Regions from separate parts of the Mus musculus genome. Here region 1 is linked to region 2. A link is a contact called in public HiChIP or PLAC-seq data. All regions are on one chromosome and are shown on one strand. The core of a region is the stretch at or near the end of the contact, and the rest is flanking DNA. Distances in the headings are between cores, read along the strand shown. Region 1 has its middle 26 kb from the start of 4930471E19Rik. Region 2 has its middle 5.5 kb from the start of Gm34952.

Region 1 (5,560 bases), core at 622-3,121, 140 kb after region 2:
TCCCCGTCTTGTCACAAGTTAAATGTTAGAAGACATTGGAGTGTGTTGGAATACCTGTGTTAACTTCACAAGAAATCAGGAGGTACACAGTTCTAAGACTGCAACCCACAGTCAGTGATAATGATACTAGCTCAAGGCTTTTCTGTCTGTCCATCTGGTCAACCCTTTCACACTGACCCTGCCCTTTAGCCTCATTATCTCTTGGTTACAATTGACTATTACAACACTAAGCATCACATTCACCTGCAACTGCAACCTGCAAGTCAGGAATAAATAGAGCAGTAGGAATTTGAGAGAAAAAAATTTCTCTCCCTAAATCTGTCTCTTTTTATCCCAAAAGAGAAAGTATGTCTTAGAATGCCCAAGTGAGAGATGGGCAGAACTGTGTCATGTAGCCAATGCCAGGGGCAAGAGAACTCGGAAAAAAATGACCTCAAATTTGGAAGTTTGGGTTTTTATCATGGGAAGCAGTTATGCTGGGGAAGAAAGGCTTAGAGAATGAACCTGGATGAACATCAATGTCTGTTGTTGCCAACAGTTCAGAATCATTTTGAGGTACCAGAGGAAAACTGCCCCAAAGCAAATTATATATAGGGTTCTTTGGGGATGGGAGTCCATTGGAGTCCTACAGTGAAAGAAAAAAAGGAGAGAGAGAGAGAGAGAGAGGGGGGGGGGGGGGAAGAAAAGAAATAAAGAGGAACGAAGGGAACAGACCCCAACCTCTGATCTGATTGACTCTCTGCTCTCTGGACTGCAGAAATTCCTAACATTACTAATGAGCTGAAAGAGGAGCTCGCTGTACCATGAAGCTGGTTTTGCTATTCTTTCTTGCTGTCTGTCTCCCATGGTTCTGTTTCTTAATTCCTCTGGTCCCAGATGGGACTCCCTCAATAAAACTTAGCTCTCCTTGATTCCCGGGAGCCCGAATGTTTTTCACCGAACCATTAGAGTTGAATATTTTCACAAATTTTCCCATGGAAAGATGGAGGGTGAGAACCCACCCAGCCCATAAAATCTGCCATCCTCTCCGCCAGGATGCTCAATCATCATGCCAGCCCAAAAGTCTGCAGCATAAAAGCACATTTTATTTTCTTGCTTAAAATGTGAGGCGTGGGGATGTTTTGCTTTGTTTCAAACAACCGGTCCTTCTAGATTGGATTCAGTGTAGCTCAAGAGTCTCCACTAATTAAGAGGAGCTTACCTTACTTTGTGGAAACTCTCCAATTCTTTTTATTTGGTTGAACAGTGTGTAGGTTGGGAAGTTTTAATTCTTTTCACGCTAGGATTGCAAATATTCTCAACTCTCACAAAGTGATCTTCCCTTCATAAAAGAGCAGAGAGATCATCCACAAAGTTGAAGAACTGAAAATATTTGTGTTATCTTGGTTTTCAATAGGAGTTGCCCGGCAGGACCAGGTCTCGGTATGGCCTAATACCACACTTCTTGTTTAGGCAGAATTAGAGACTCCAAAGAAAAGGAAAACAAGGAGGGCAAGTCCAGCCTGCTGCACCTGGCCATTGTGTAATCGCCCACGCTGGGAGTGAGGTGGGAATTCCTTTTGGCCCCTCCCTCCACATGTGATCAATTTACATCCTGGAACTTGAGACTCTATTTCCTGTGTCTTTTTTGTGCTAGTTCACATAAATTTACATGCCAGTCACGCTCATAAATGTCTAATCCATCTGCAGATCTAAGTCCAGTCTGCCTCAACAGCCCCCTGTGGTCACAAACGCTCCAAGCTGAATATGTCAGTTGGTTCAAAAGATGCTGCCTGGTACGCCTCCCCCACCCCACCCCCACCACACCTCCGCCCCCACCCATCGCCCATCCTTATTTACATTTCCTTTCTTTCAGCTGCACTAAATGTGCCCCGCTCTTGCTTGGGATCAGCTGGAAGACAGGTGAGTTTCTGTCCTACCCTGAAAGTTCCCTCTGACTCTGGTTTAAAGCGTTGAGACTGTTGCTGTTGCAGCATTAGCGGAAAATGGCCTAATTGGATGTAAACAACCGGAACTAAGGAGGTGCGAGGGTGCAGTGACCAGGATGCACAGCCACAAGTCTGTGGTTCTAGACTAGGGTAAACGAGGTAACTACTCTGCATTTAAATTTCTTATATAACAGAACAAAAAAATGAATTTATCACTATTCGTCAGTCAAAGCTCCTAACAGGACCGAGTAATGAAAGACAGCAAAAGATGTGAGGGTAAGCCGGGTGTGGTGGTGCATGCCTTTAATCCCAGCACTCGGGAGGCTGAGGCAGGTGGATTTCTGAGTTTGAGGTCAGCCTGGTCTACAAAGTGAGTTCCAGGACAGCCAGGGCTACACAGAGAAACCCTGTCTCGAAAAACAAAAAACAAAAAACAAAACAAAACAAAAAAAACCCAAAAGATGTGAGGGTAAAGAGTTAGGCAAATTTCAAACTGTGTATTAACATCTCATACTTACTCCTTTATGTGTTCTATGTGCTTAGGAAATGGTACCCAGAATCCTATTATGGTGGCGTATCTACAGCTTTCTGCTTTGGGTTGGGATCAGATTACTTCACAATCAACCCTCACATTTCAATGATCTATGGAGTAAATGGTTCGCTTCTCCCAAGTCCATCCTCCATCTCAGATGTTGCTCTCTAGATAATCCTCTCGGGTGATTTCCATCTAAATAGAAACTCAGAGATCTTGGTTTACCTCATATTTTGAGTCTACTGTATTGTTGCTTCCAGTCAACTTAGGGCTAGGAAGACAGTAGAAACCAGGGGAAAAAAGAATTCATGGACGACCCCATCCATGAAATTATTTAATGCTACAAGTGTGTATGTTCCCATTTCATTGGTTCGAAGAGCTATAAAACCCCTTCTCAATGCAAGAGGCCTCAGGAAAGTGGTATTTCTGAGTCCCATGAGGAAATAAAAGACCCATACAAACATACAGTTTTGTGTTAAAGACAAGACAAAATTCCCAAATGGTCTCTAAGTCCCTTCACACCTACCTACCATTTGAGGCGTGCCCCCCACCCCCAGTAGATGCTAATGCTCACTAGGAAGTGATTGGTGTGAGGTCTTACACTGACCTTTGTTCCTGAACAGTTAGGACAAAGATCTTCTAAGTCACTGTGAACAATTTAAGGGGAAAAAAAAAAAGAGAAAAAACCCAAAAAACCTAGGGAGATACTCTCATGGAAATGCAGTCTAATGAGAGCAAGCCCACACAAAGATGTCTAAACACCCACCACAGACGATGTCAACTCTTCAAAACCAACTGCAGCTGTGCTGTGCACAGGGCACATAAATCTATGGGCAATCGGGAAGGCAGAATGGGTGGGTGAGTCGGAAATCTGAATTAATTGGAGCCAGGAGGAGACTGTCTGAGAAGGAAAAACTCTTTCTACAGCATTTTTCAGCAGACTATAATTTTCCTAATTACAAAAATCAGAAACTATAGTGAAGGCAGAGAAACACAAAACAAAATTAAAATCACTCCTAATCCCAACTCCCATCCACAGGCCACAAACTTCCGAGCCATTCAGACGATTCCCATCTATTGTTCTTATAGATGAACTCTAACAACTTTTCTGCGCAAGCCATTCCCCTGCTAAGTATCACTCAGCAGGTTTGATGGCTTGTTTTTATAAGACTCACAATATAATCTAGCTATTTTGCAATATTAGTATGAATGGCTTACATAGTTGGCGCTGGTTGGGTCTAACAACTTCTAGCTTTTTTACTCTTATCAAAAAACCGTGTTGAACATCTCTCTGTGCCCGTTTTCTACACATATCTGATCATCTATACTCTAAGAGATTTGTGATAATGGTGACTAACACTGAACTTGGTTACGTGTCTCCTGATTCAGTCCTCAGAACAAGTGGTCTCCCGTTAATAAGGCATTCATCTTCTAGGCAAGGAGACAGTGTCTGAGACAAGTTAAAACCTTTGCCTGCTATGATGCAGCTAGTTAAAGGAAGGAGTGGGATTTGAACCTAGACCAACAGACTTCAGCATCCAAGATCCTCTATGTCTTATTCTACCCTGGGAGAGCACTTAAATTCTCACTAGCAGATTAACTTGCATGACGGGTTGACAGAGTAATGGATATGGCTTGAGTAGGGGTACGGATACTCAAGAGGAAAGGCTTATGTGATGGCCTAGAGGAGAGAAGGTAAAGTTTTATGGGAGACAATAACTTCTGCCAGGTTGAAGTTAAAAAAAGAAAGAAACCATCAGCTAATATGTCCAGGGAGGCAAAATCATTTCAAAGGACAATCTCCAAGCCAAAGTTCAAGACTGCTTTCAAATTCTTTCAAGGGACCCGGAGAGTGCCTGTCCTGTTGTACAGAGGAGAGACTGTCAAGAGAGCACGCGATAGAGAGGCGCTTTGTATCCGTCTTTGATTTAAGACAGTGGCCTTTGGCTTGCAGAATGAGATAAGATCCGAGTCTCCGAGGCCTTTTGGGAGACTTCTGTCATAATTTTCCCCCAATCTGACAGCCTCTCTGTGGGAATGCACTTCCCTCGAGGCAGTGGTGGAAGCTGAAGGGAACCTGAAGGCAGGGCCTTGGATCTGGCTTCCACTCCAGGCAATAGCCACGTATCAAAAGGCCTCACCTCACCTCAGATGGAATCAGGGAGGAATGATGGATGACGATGGCAAGAGGCAGAAAAGTCAGCCAGAGCCACGCTAGGACAGAGTGTAAAAGAGGAATTATGAGTTTATTGCCTGTGCTCAGATTACCAGGTTCAAACACAGGCCTCAGGGCTTACTGTCAGCGTGACCACGGCAGGTTGATTATTCTCACTGGGCCGCAGTTTTCTTCATTGTAAAATGCGATGATGATAATAATACTGATCCCATAGATCACAGTGAAGGGTCGATGCGGAGAGTAAGCCATTTGTGGGCTACCATCCCCACCAGGCAAGACCCTCATCTTCCCAGCTCTTGAACACCATAGGCCGTCATAAAGATGAATAAATTTAAACACAAATCCAGGTCCTGTTAAACCCTTGTTCCTGAGGAACAAACACACATTTATTGAAAATCTGGAATATACAAATTAACAAACAACTTATGCTCTAATGCAGTGGTTCTCAACCTGTGGGGCATGGGGTCCATGGTGACCCCTTGGGGGGGTGGGGGTCACATCTCAGATATCCTGCCTCTCAGATACTTACATTGCAATTCGTAACAGTAGCAACATTACAGTTACGAAGTAGCAACAAACTAGTTTAATGGTCCGGGGTCACCACAGCATGAGGAAATATCACAGCTTTAAGAAGGTTGAGAGTCACTGCAAATGCTTCTTCCTTCCCTTCTGAACTTTCTGAAAACCAGCCATGGTCTCCTATGTGCACAGAGAACTCTTAGACTGGCATCCCCACAGACAAAACCCACTCTCCTTGACTCTCAGTAGAGCAACTGTGTTATGCTGTGTCAATTGTGCTTGCCGCTTGCGCCGTGTGTGCATAGATGTGGGAAGACCTCAGCTTCTGCCTTCTCTCCTCCCCTATTCCCCTCGTGATAATAGAAACTGCAACAGGACCCTCAGAGACCTTAGCCATAGTGGTTA
Region 2 (6,066 bases), core at 2,054-4,553:
AATCCCAGCACTTGGGAGGCAGAGGCAGGCGGATTTCTGAGTTTCAGGCCAGCCTGGTCTACAGAGTGAGTCCCAGGACAGCCAGGGCTACACAGAGAAACCCTGTCTTGAAAAATCCAGAAAAGAAAATAAAAAAGAAATGTAAGGGAGACCAATACAAATTCGTGTCATTAGTGAAGAATCCTTCATCATGTGTTCTTTCACGTCGCTTTAACAGAACATTCTTTCACCTCTGTGTCCTTCAGGAAAACATTCCTCTACATGTTTGCCCCAGCAAAACACAAACCAACACGACTGACTTTTTTTTTTTTTTTTTTGGTTTTCGAGACAGGGTTTCTCTGTATATAGCCTTGGCTGTCCTGGAACTCACTTTGTAGACCAGGCTGGCCTCAAACTCACACAACTGACTTCTTAAGAACCCTTAAGTTTCCACTCCAGAAACCATCTCTGTTAGTGCCTCTGTAAGCCCAATGTCCGTCATCTAGCTTTTCCTATCGTACGGGGAAGTAGTGGGATCTTCCCAGCCTTTGGCAGCCCTACCCACAGTGAAGCAGAATGACCCTAGATTAATCATTTAATGGCCGAATGGGGCTCAGTGGTTTGTTAGAACTGGTGTTTCCCACTGTCATTATTAAAATGTAACTGACATATAACTACAGCCAGATGGATTATATTGAAAAGAAAGATTATAAATACAAAACAAAACAAAACAAATCCAGTAGTCCCCTATAGCCATGGGTCCTGAATTATGTTCTAAATCTATAGGTTTAAGCAAACTTGGGCAGAAAAAAAAATTAAATTTGTACATACCAAATATGTGCTGACAGATTTTCTTATTGTTCCCTAAACAATACAGCTATGCCAACTGTTTGCACATTTGCATATAGGAAGATGTCATGGATTATGTCGTTTTGTTTTATAGAGCAGATTTGAGCATCTTCAGAGGAGTCCTGTAACCATTCGCCAGGGTCACCCAGGGATGGCTCTATTCAAAGACCATCATCAGCATCACTCCTGGTCCTTGCACTTCATTGTGTGATTACCTTCCTCCTGAGACCACCTATGTCAGTCCCTATGTCCGGGCATCTTACGATGGTGTGCCCTTGGACATTTCTTCCCACTTCTGCAGCCATGACCTCACCTCACAGTCTGCAAGCAGCTGTGGTACGAGTATTTACACGAGTGGTTCTCAGCCTGTGTGCTGGGCCCCCTTTGGTAAACCTCCATCTTTACAAACATCTACATTACAATTCCTAACAGTAATAAAATTATAGTTATGAAGCTGCAATGAAAATAATTTTATAGCCAGGCAGTGGTGGCGCACGCCTTTAATCCCAGCACTTGGGAGGCAGAGGCAGGTAGATTTCTGAGTTCGAGGCCAGCCTGGTCTACAAAGTGAGTTCCAGGACAGCCAAGGCTACACAGAGAAACCCTGTCTCGAACAAACCAAATAATAATAATAATAATAATAATAATAATAACAATAATAATAATTTTATGGGTTGGGGGTCACCACAGCATGAGGAACTGTATTAAAGTGCCCCGTGCAGCATTAAGAAGGTCGAGAACCACTGATTTCCACAAAGGAGACTTGCAGATAAAACACAACAGGCTCTCAGACTCCCAAGATTGCTCTTAAACATTTACTGTCTCGGTGATGCTAAGGATCCTCTCTTCAGAGCTGTAAGGAACAGTGTGTGTAAGCAAGGTGAGCTAGGTCAAGTCCATCTAGAAAGGATGCTTCCCAAGATTAATAGACGCAGGATGTCCAGCCCAAATGTCTCCCCCTCTCTGGTGCTTGCAGCTCCTGGGACACCAAGTTGGTTCCTCTTCACAGGTATCCACCCTTAATACGTTTTCAATTGCAAGGCAGAGATTAGAGAAGGAAGTTCCCACAGCTGCAGATTGATTGATTCCTTGGCAGCCCACATCATAAATGCTTTCACAAAAATGCCTCACCCAATCTTTTAAAAGGCTCTGGACTACATTTAATGGACGATGAGAATAATGACTTTTAAATATGCCACTGCACAATTAGGCCACTAAAGCAACTGGGACAGTCCGGGATGCACTGGGCGGGAGAAATAATACAAAAGGAAATATAGGAGAAAGTAAAATAATCTACAGGAAAGAAGGTGGAACTCGGAGGTCAAAATTTGCATTTGTACCGTCATCTTGAATAAATGTGAGTGACTGTGTAAAAGAAACAAAGAAACAAAAAGAAACAAAGAATTGCCTTTCCCTTCTCAATGGGTGGTATACCCTTGAGCAGCCCAGGATTTCTCCATTTTTGTTTCTCCGGAGGGATGTAGGGAAAACCTAGTGGTATCATTGTTTCTCAGAAATGAGGGCGGTGCAAGGAGCTCTCAGACCCCCTGTAAGTGGAGCATCTTCTGCAGATGCTAGAGGGGTCTGTGGAAATATGAGCACTTAAAGAAATGGGACACCAAGGCAAATGCTAAAGGGACAGAGGAGGTGTTGAGTGGAGACAGCCTCTCTGTAAGTTTGACTTCCCTCATGCCTGACCCTGTCCTAGGTTGTCACACATCTTTATTCGAACCTGAAGTGTGGTCACCATCTGCACTATAGAAAGTGTTCCTGTATAATAGGCACGGCCGCTCTACATATAGCCAGCACTCTCTCTGCTTATGTCTCAGATGTACTGTGCTAGTTACTAAACACAGTTAATGGTTAATACTAGTTAATCCTACTCTGAAATCCCCACTGTTCTGAATCCCAAGTTAAAGTTTCAGGTGCTAGTCGGGCAGTGGTGGCTCACGCCTTTAATCCCAGCACTTGGGAGGCAGAGGCAGGCGGATTTCTGAGTTCAAGGCCAGCCCGGTCTGCAGACCAGAGTTCCAGGACAGCCAGGGCTACACAGAGAAACCCTGTCCCTGGGTATAAAGCCCCTGGATCTGAACTCCAACACTGCAGGCAAAAGGTGTGTCTCCTCTGGTAGTTCTAAACCCCAGGAGGAAACTCTTATCTGAGTACCGTTGGTTCCTCTTTACAAATGAGTTTTCTACAGTACTAAGTTCAAACCTGATGGAACAGGATAAAGCCCCTGGATCTGCCCCAGGTCTGCTGTATACCCATCTCCACAGTCAGGAGGCTGAGACGGGCAGGTTGCAAATTTTAGACCAGTCTGGGCTACTAAGATCCTTGTGAAAACAACTTCGGGAAGAAAAGGAGAAGTGGGATTTCTTACTCCCTGACCTTGGGTCTTACAGAACCTAGAAGGTTCTGTAGCAATAGAAGTTAGTAGTTGAGACAGCCCTGGGGCTGCTTGTATTTTGATGCTAATTCAGCTCTCCTGGGAGGGGCATAGAACAAGGCTTGAGTCAGTACATGTGTGAAGTCCTGTGACTCTTCTCTGTGCCCCCACCTTAATTTGTAAAATAAAGGCTAAAACTGTGATTGGGCAGGAGAAGGGAAGGTGGAGCTGAAAGGGAGAGAAGGAGGAGGGGGAGGAGAGAGAGGGAGGTGGAAGGGAAGTGGAGCAGAAGCACATGGCCTGGAGAAACCGCAAGTTCTAAGGGGTCTCATAGATGTGGAAGATGGTAATGTAGCGGTAGATCTGCCTAATCTTGGCGTGCAGCTTGTATTCATATTAACTGAGTTGTGTTCTCTTTGCACAGGCCTACTTGGGTTGGAGATTTATAGCGAGAGTTAGTCTTCTATTGGAACGTGACAAAATCCCACAATCCAGGTTAGCAACACCTATGTACCACATTACAAGTTCTGCAGGTCAGACATCCCTGAGCGACTTCCCTCTCACCAGGCTGGAGAAAGGGCGTTGGCTGTGCTACTATCCTCTGAAGCCCAGCTCTCGTGCAGCCTCACCTTTGAATCCAGTGAATAGACAGCACAAGACCAAATGTTCTTTGTTTGTTTTTCGAGACAGGGTTTCTCTGTATAGCCCTGACTGTCCTGGAACTCACTTTGTAGACCAGGCTGGCCTCGAACTCAGAAATCCACCTGCCTCTGCCTCCCGATTGCTGGGATTAAAGGTGTGCGCCACCACGCCCGGCTAAGACCAATTGTTCTTGCGGCCTGTTGGTCGGGGCTCATTGTTGGCACCCAGTGTCAACTTTGCTGGCTAGTCTTATGTCAACTTTGACACACCAGCTAAAGTTATCTGAAAGGAGGGAACCTCAATTGAGAAGATGCTGCCATGAGACCCAGCTGTGAGGCATTTTCTTAACTAGTGATTGATGGGGAAGAGCCCAGTCCACTGTGGGTGGAGCCATCCCTGGGCTGGTGGTCCTGAGTTCTATGAGAAAGCAGGTTTAGCAAACCAGGGAAGCAATCCAGTAAGCAGCACTCCTCCATGGCCTCTGCATCTGCTCTTGCCTCCAGGTTCCTACCCCGTTTGAGTTTCTGTCCTGACTTCCTCCGATGACAAACAGCAATATGGACGTGTAAGTTGAATAAACTTTCCTCCCCAACTTCCTTTTTGGTCATGATGTTTTATGCCAGCAATCGAAACCCTAAATAAGACACCAAACTTGAGGATCTGGGCCTGTGTTGGCAGCTAATTTCTCCAACAAAGTCAGCGATGGAGCATTCATTTCTTGACTTCTGGAGAGTATAAGCTACGGTATTGCCACCCCAGGAGCAATTATCCCATTCCATTTCCAAGTGTCACTTACAGTGGATCCCACAGGGTGTAAGCACTATATGCATGGTACACAGAGAGAATCTTGGAGTTCTACACAGAGTTCCCTGGGAGACTTTACAGTGCTAATGAAAGACTCTGAAAGGAGCCCCTCGCTCAGGCCTCAGGACAATAGCGGACACCCAAGAACTCACGACAGACCGAGCTTGTTGCAAACCACATGAGGCTTTATTCGGGGAAAGCCAGAGCTCTGGGGACGACTCATATCCCACACAGGGGGTAGAGGAGTCGACCTCGAGGGGAAAGAGGTCCCAGTTTTTATAGGCCCTCAGGGGGGAAAGGAGAAGGGGGAGAGTAGGGGATTTCCAGATCTAAACAATGTCTATTCTCAAGAAATGGGTATGGGAGGGGTACAAGGAAAGAGTCTGGTGCAGGTGTAGCAACTCAGGATTGGCTGGGCTGTGGTCGCTGGGGAGATTTTCTGACTCTTTCTCAGCAACCAATATCACAAACACCTGGCAATGGGCTTCATCAGTGGGGACACACATGGGTTCAAGGAATGGTCAAAACATTGGCAGACATTGGTTCAAGGAGTGGCCAGAGCATTGTGCACCTCTATTTTTCTAAATCAGTGAAGCTAGTTCTGCTAACACTGACGTCTATCTTGCCAATTTCAGGGCTTCTGTGTCCTTTTACATTCTGCCAGGATCCTTCACTAACATCTGGACAGGAAGCACCTTGCCTCAGCACAGCTAACTGCAGCGTAGCAGGGTAGATCCCTGGGTCTCCATGATCTACTTCCTATAAAGCAATAAGCCACCACAGTCCTCACGCATTAATTACTCACGCATTAGCAGTAAAACAGAGGAATGATAATAATATAAAAATAAAATGACCAGCTCAACTGACTTCGCTACACCCTCCAGGGTCACCTGTACTGTCCTCGGCCCAAACAGTCCCGCTCAGTAGGGGTCAGTGATCCCATTTAGCGGGTAAGCAAGCCCAGGCTGCTAAAGATCTCTGCTGTAGCAAATGTACACAGTGAAGAAGTCGCCAAATGCATAATTGGGATCTAAGCTTGTGAGGAGCTATCCTACCTGAGAGCTACCGGGGAGGGGGAGGGGCAGAGGGAGGGAGAGAGAGAGAGAGAGAGAGAGAGAGAGAGTAATTCATGAAAAAGGAATGCAAAGAATTTCCATTTCCCTCCGGGAGAACGCTGGGCCCTTTACCCTCAACAGAGAGTTCTGATTTTCCAGGTTGCAATGGGCCAGGATTCCTAAAGTGAGAGAAAAGGACTCCTAAGAGTATTTTGTGAGTGGGGAGGAGAGTGCACACACAGTGAAGTTAGGGATGACGATCAACTTCTCTGAGACTTGCTGCTAGTTTATACAGACCACACTAGGAAACATCATTGTTTACATATTTCAAAAATCTCAAAATCAGAAGAA

The links. HiChIP or PLAC-seq counts read pairs in DNA pulled down with a chosen protein or histone mark.
Region 1: a contact with region 2 is called in an H3K4me3 HiChIP or PLAC-seq map of embryonic stem cells, with 33 read pairs. The contact joins two enhancer-like sites. A contact is called at or near these places in 3 of 115 datasets of contacts at active chromatin or transcription factors (embryonic stem cells and stem cell-derived neural progenitor cells).

What each region holds. Positions count from the first base shown.
Region 1 is chr10:120,659,095-120,664,654 of GRCm38.p6, forward strand. No RefSeq gene overlaps it. Among named protein-coding and RNA genes, the nearest start is that of 4930471E19Rik, 26 kb to the left of the region's middle. Within about 2 kb of position 1,872, at least 13 of the 459 cell types and tissues checked have an H3K27ac peak or open chromatin away from gene starts, as enhancers often do. A contact at or near this core is called in embryonic stem cells, where this site is marked.
Region 2 is chr10:120,519,863-120,525,928 of GRCm38.p6, forward strand. No RefSeq gene overlaps it. Among named protein-coding and RNA genes, the nearest start is that of Gm34952, 5.5 kb to the right of the region's middle. Within about 2 kb of position 3,304, at least 22 of the 459 cell types and tissues checked have an H3K27ac peak or open chromatin away from gene starts, as enhancers often do. A contact at or near this core is called in embryonic stem cells, where this site is marked.